2 separate regions of the Callithrix jacchus genome follow, and region 1 is linked to region 2. A link is a contact called in public Hi-C data. All regions are on one chromosome and are shown on one strand. The core of a region is the stretch at or near the end of the contact, and the rest is flanking DNA. Distances in the headings are between cores, read along the strand shown. Region 1 overlaps SYNPO2 (synaptopodin 2). Region 2 overlaps SYNPO2 (synaptopodin 2).

Evidence for each region. A called contact is a pair of places that touch in the nucleus more often than the background predicts.
Region 1: a contact with region 2 is called in a Hi-C map of skeletal muscle, with 4 times the contacts expected there. The contact joins two enhancer-like sites. A contact is called at or near these places in 2 of 3 Hi-C or Micro-C datasets (both in skeletal muscle).

What each region holds. Positions count from the first base shown.
Region 1 is chr3:78,564,658-78,567,714 of calJac240_pri, reverse strand. The region is part of intron 1 of SYNPO2 (synaptopodin 2); the gene reads left to right. Among named protein-coding and RNA genes, the nearest start is that of SYNPO2, 100 kb to the left of the region's middle. Within about 2 kb of position 1,729, at least 1 of the 16 cell types and tissues checked has an H3K27ac peak or open chromatin away from gene starts, as enhancers often do. A contact at or near this core is called in skeletal muscle, where this site is marked.
Region 2 is chr3:78,523,446-78,526,719 of calJac240_pri, reverse strand. SYNPO2 (synaptopodin 2) reads left to right here. Exons shown (of 5, transcript XM_002745445.6): 4 at 1,010-3,192. Among named protein-coding and RNA genes, the nearest start is that of MYOZ2, 95 kb to the right of the region's middle. Within about 2 kb of position 1,874, at least 2 of the 16 cell types and tissues checked have an H3K27ac peak or open chromatin away from gene starts, as enhancers often do. A contact at or near this core is called in skeletal muscle, where this site is marked.

The sequences.
Region 1 (3,057 bases), core at 480-2,979, 41 kb before region 2:
CACTGTTCTAGGCGAAACTGCAAACAAATAAAACGTCTAATGAGTTATTTTTGGACACCTAAATGGAAAATGTTAAGTGATTCCTCAAGTTTACAAAACAAGTTAATAAAGGTAGAATAAAAGAACTATAGTCTAATAACTTTCCTCTAAGACTACAATGAAATTTATTTTATCTCGTAACATAGAATATCCCATGTAAGGAACATGAAGGAGAAATTGGATAATATACTTTTCATTCTTTAGAATTTCACTTTGATGCAGATAAAATTGCATTAGTTATTTTTAATTTTACTTTCTTCACTTACTAAAATGCCTAATATGGGCCAGTCATGGTGGCTTATGCCTCTAATCCCAGCGCCTTTGAAGGCTGAGGCAGGAGGATTGCTTGAGTCTAGGAGTTTGGGATCAGCCTGAGCAACACAGTGAGACCTCATCTCTACATAGAAGAAAATTCACTGGGTGTGGTGGTGACTGCCTGTGGTCCCAGATATTTGGGAGGCTATTTAGGATGATCACTTGAGCCCTTGAGGTTGAGGCTACAGTGAGCAGATATCACACCACTGCACTGCAGCCCATTTAAAAAAGAAAAGCCTCGTGCGGGCCCGAATCACTGCTTCTAGATCTGCTTCTAGAGTCTTTTCTTCACTTAGTACTGATACATCTGAAAGTAGAATGAGAATTGTATTGCTATTTAAGTATATTAGTAGTGTTATTACTGTGTTCTGTTTTTGTTTTTAAAATTTATAATCACCTACTCTATGTCTGTCTTTTATACCTTTCCTATATTCTTCAGAACATATAAGATGTGTATAATTATCATAACCTTACAGAAAAGGAAAGGGACTCAGAAATATTCTGTAACATGTGAAGTACTTAGTTCAGAGTCTGGCAGGTAACAATCCTCAATAAATATTAACGTTATCATTATTTTTCCCAAACCCTCAGAGCTATTAGATGGCAGCATTTGAGCTCAAACTCAAATATAACAACATGGTTTTTGCTGGTATGCACATGTATTGCCTCAATTTTCACACCTGATTCCATGAGCAGAAAAGTTATTCTAGTCCTGTTTATTTGAACAGCTAGAGCAAATATTGCTTACGCTATATTTATTTGCCAGTATCTCTAACATTAATTTATGTGAATGCACACCGGCATATTGTATTTGCTCAATTTTGGTTTTGATTTTAGGTTTTAATATTGTCTACTCTCATGTTTTTATGAAAACCAAGAATTTAGCAGCTTTTTTTTTTTGCCTGGGGATGAGAAGAAGGTGTTAATGGTGAAGCAAATAAATGTGAAATGAAACAGTCCCACTCCAGGGAAGAGCAGGAAACCTCCCTAAAAGCAGAGGTTCCCAGCACAACCTTATATAGCAGGTTGAGCAAAACCTAACTCTAAAAATAGGGCTTGCTTTCAACTACAGGACGGCACATTTGGATTCTGTTTTGCTTCCAACTGGAGTGTCAGAAAGTGCATCCAATATTTCCTTTAGAAAAGCCCCATGGAGTTTCTCTACCTATGAGTTATTCTGAAAAAAAATCTGTGAAAATGTGGACTTTTAATTTTGTTAATAAATGGCTGCAGCTTTCATTTTGGGAGAAATTCAGCTGATATTATGATGAAGACTTTCAGGCCCAGATGTCCAGTGTGCTTTTGCTCCATTAACACAGTCATGAGGGCTGCAGGAGCCTCACGCTTGGCTCTGCCCAGGCACAATGCAGGCATCTCCGTGAAGGATGGTGGCTGAGGAGCCTCCCTAGGAAACATGCACCTGCCCTCACCACAAAGCCATGGAATCTCTTCAGTCTTAAGGGTCTCCACGTCTTGACAGAAGGTTCAACTTTGATGAAAACTTCTTTGGAAGAGCACCCAACTGGTACTTATAGTGAGCAGCAGCAGGTCTCACAGTTCCCTTTTTCAATTAAAACAACAAAAAAGAACAAGGTGATCACACAAAAAACAAGAGTCGTTGAATTAGGCCAGAGCTAGGCTTTGGAAATTGAATTTAAAGGTCCAGAACCAGGAAGCTTAACTGCAGACTTCAATGTTTAAACACAGGGGAGTTGACTTGGGAAAGCATCCGAGCTTGGTTCAGGCTGCAGTCAGCTGCTTTAGCCTGGTCCCCTTGCCAGAAGAACCTGAATACATTTGAAAGTGTCAGGCCCTGGCTCATGATTATGCCTGTGGATATTGTACCCATAGCTTGAGAGGAGATGATTGTCATCTGGGGGAGTGAACAGCATGTGAAGATGTTTCTGGAGTGTAACTGGGAATAGCTAAGGCTTTGACAAGCTTAAGGCTGAGTGAGAGTCAGAGCCTCAAACTGTGACTCAAATGGGCATGTGATTCTGAACTTGTTTGCACCATTCTCTAATGGTTTCATGTGTGATTATATCTCCCTAGCAAGCCTGAGAGCATCTGAAGACAGAGAGCATGCTATTTTTGATTTCCCAAAAGAATCTGCCAGAGTCACGGACTCGTTTTATTGACTGACAGTCACTGCTAGCAGTGACTTCAGCTGCAAATAAAAAAACAATTTGTGTTCTGAGTAATAAAGGAATGTGTCATATAGTCACGCTTCTGTGGTGTATCATTGATTCATTATGACAGAAATAGCCCATGAAGCAGACATAAGCCAAATGTACACAGCATCTGGAAACCCTGTGGCAGAGACAGAAGAAATAAGTGGATGCGTTAAGTTAGGGACTTGGTAGCGGGGGCCTAACTTGTGTTCAGGCAGGGACACAGACAGAAGCTTTCCAAGGAGACAACACCAAGAGTCCCTGAGAGTAAGCCCTGAGGCTGCAAAGACCCCTGTCTGTCAGTAGGCTAATGCGCTTCACACATTCATGTATTCTCTAATTCATATGTTAAATCTTTCAGAATACAAAGATGAATATACATGGCTTCTGCCTATAAAGTGAGACATACCTATAAACAGATACATTAAGACCTCAAACACAGTACCATATGGCAGTGAGATTTAATGAAAAGGGGTTTCATGCAAGAGGGAAAGGGAGCTGGCTTTGCATACAGGTTTTATAATCTATTATT
Region 2 (3,274 bases), core at 625-3,124:
TATAAATTATAAATTATAGATGCTATATGTTTACTTGCTATAAATTTGTTGCTAATTTATTTTTATAATGGTAATAAAGAAAATTAAAAAATTTTTTATTTTATAAGCATCATAGTCTTGTTTTAAATGACTTAATTTCTGCATCAGTTTTTGCACAGTTAAAAGGGTCACAAGTCAATTTTACATTTCTTCAAGATTTACCCTTATTCTTGCTTCAATTAAAGTAACATTGTATTTTCAAAATAGCAATACATTTACAAACAAATCTGTCTAGAAAACTTTGTAGCTAGAGTTTCTTTATGTATTTACAATAATGCCATTTTTTGAGTTATAACTATTATTGATTCAGTACCCTCAGTGATTAATTCTGTGTTTTTAATTTACATTAATCTAGTAGCTGTGAATGAAAAGATTTGGGGAAGTTGTCGGGGTTAAAAAAAGATAAAAGAGAAAGAAGAAAACCTCAATAGCTAAATCCATTACATTAAAACACTTAGAAAAGTTTAAAACATCTTCTTGGGACACTCGTCCCTTTTTAAGATACCTGGAAACAGTTTTATGCTGACATTTCATTTTAAAATATAGAAGTATGAGGTAGGTCTTATCTTGTTTTTCAGAAAATATTATGTTTTTAGATTATGTTCTTCTTAATTCTAATTTTATCCTATTAATTGGCATGTAATAGCCAGTTTTTATTATTAAAGTGGAAACATCTCTAGAGAAACAAGTGTATGAAACATATATTCTAATCAGCATATACAAAATGTTTTTATATAAACAAATAGAATATGGCATTGTTGAGTGTTATATAGAGAGTATATATATTATTGTAGAAGAAAAAAAGTTAAGAGAAATAAGAAAGAGAAATGAGCTGGATTCCTTCAAAATTCAGTACCCAATTGTAAGTTTTTACATATTTATTTTCCCCCAGGAGAGTTCATTTCTGAGCTGCTATGGTATCTTCCCTGAACTCATCAGCTCAATATAATTTTTTTTTTACTTTCCCTAGGGCTCAGGAGGAGTGAAAGCCTGTCGGAAAAACAAGTGAAGGAAGCAAAATCTAAATGCAAAAGCATTGCCCTTCTTCTAACAGATGCTCCCAACCCCAACTCCAAGGGGGTGTTGATGTTTAAGAAGCGACGTCGGAGGGCCAGGAAATACACCCTAGTTAGCTACGGTACTGGCGAGCTTGAGCGAGAGGCAGACGAGGAGGAAGACGGTGACAAGGAGGATACAAGTGAAGTAGCATTTCTTGGTGCAAGTGAGTCAGAGGTGGATGAAGAGTTACTGTCTGACATTGACGACAGCACACAAGTTGTGAACTTTGACTGGGATTCTGGACTGGTGGACATTGAAAAGAAACTGAACAGAGGGGACAAGATGGAGATGTTACCAGACACCACAGGCAAGGGAGCCCTCATGTTTGCCAAGAGGAGGGAGAGAATGGATCAGATCACAGCCCAAAAAGAAGAGGACAAGGCAGGTGGAATGCCAAGCAGAGAACAAGATGCTGCCCAGACAGATGGCCTGAGAACCATGACTTCTTACCAAAGAAAGGAGGAAGAGTCGGTGAGAACGCAGAGCTCTGTGAGCAAAAGCTACATCGAGGTGAGTCATGGTCTTGGCCATGTGCCCCAACAGAATGGCTTCAGTGGGGCATCTGAGACAGCAAACATCCAGAGGATGGTTCCCATGAATAGAACAGCCAAACCCTTCCCAGGGTCTGTGAACCAGCCAGCCACCCCCTTCTCGCCAACCCGAAACATGACGAGTCCCATTGCTGACTTTCCTGCACCTCCACCTTACTCTGCAGTCACTCCTCCCCCTGATGCCTTCTCCAGAGGGGTATCAAGTCCGATTGCTGGCCCAGCACAGCCCCCTCCATGGCCTCAGCCTGCCCCATGGTCCCAGCCAGCCTTTTACGATTCATCTGAGCGAATAGCTTCCAGAGATGAGAGGATCTCAGTGCCAGCAAAAAGAACAGGAATATTGCAGGAAGCCAAAAGGAGAAGCACGACAAAACCCATGTTTACTTTTAAAGAGCCCAAAGTAAGCCCAAATCCTGAACTCTTGTCACTCCTTCAAAATTCAGAAGGCAAACGGGGCACTGGAGCTGGAGGTGATTCCGGACCGGAAGAAGACTACCTCAGCTTGGGAGCAGAGGCTTGCAATTTCATGCAAAGCACCTCTGCCAAACAAAAGACCCCACCTCCTGTTGCTCCAAAACCTGCAGTCAAGTCCTCATCCTCCCAACCAGTAACTCCAGTTTCCCCAGTCTGGTCTCCAGGAGTGGCTCCCACCCAACCTCTGGCCTTCCCCACATCTGGCCCATCAAAGGGCACTATTGTCTCCTCCATCAAAATAGCCCAGCCTTCTTACCCTCCTGCCCGGCCTGCAAGCGCTTTAAACCTGGCTGGTCCCTTCAAAGGACCACAAGCAGCAGTAGCCAGTCAGAATTACACACCCAAACCAACAGTTCCCACACCAACAGTCAATGCTGCTCAGCCTGGTGCAGTGGGACCATCCAATGAGCTTCCAGGAATGAGTGGGAGAGGAGCTCAGCTCTTTGCTAAAAGGCAGTCCAGAATGGAGAAATATGTGGTCGATTCAGACACGGTGCAGGCCCACGCTGCTCGAGCTCAGTCCCCCACTCCATCTCTCCCAGCCAGTTGGAAGTACTCCTCCAATGTCAGAGCACCTCCTCCTGTGGCTTATAATCCTATCCACTCCCCCTCCTACCCACTAGCTGCTCTCAAGTCTCAGCCATCAGCCGCACAAGCTTCCAAAGTCGGCAAGAAAAAGGGGAAGAAACCGCTCAATGCACTAGATGTCATGAAGCACCAACCGTATCAGCTCAATGCATCCTTGTTTACTTTCCAACCTCCAGATGCAAAGGATGGCCTCCCTCAAAAGTCATCAGTCAAGGTCAATTCAGCCCTGGCCATGAAGCAAGCTCTTCCTCCTCGGCCAGTGAATGCTGCCTCACCTATGAATGTGCAGGCCTCGTCAGTGTACTCGGTACCAGCCTATACCTCTCCCCCATCCTTCTTTGTAGAGGCCTCCTCACCAGTCAGCGCATCCCCAGTGCCTGTGGCCATTCCCACCTCGCCAAAGCAGGAATCAGCCTCTTCATCTTATTTTGTGGCACCAAGGCCAAAGTTCTCAGCCAAGAAAAGTGGTGTCACAATTCAGGTGTGGAAACCATCTGTTGTGGAAGAGTAATCTTGTAGCTGAAGTTGAGTGTCCACTTTGCCTGAAATGAATTGTTTGCAGT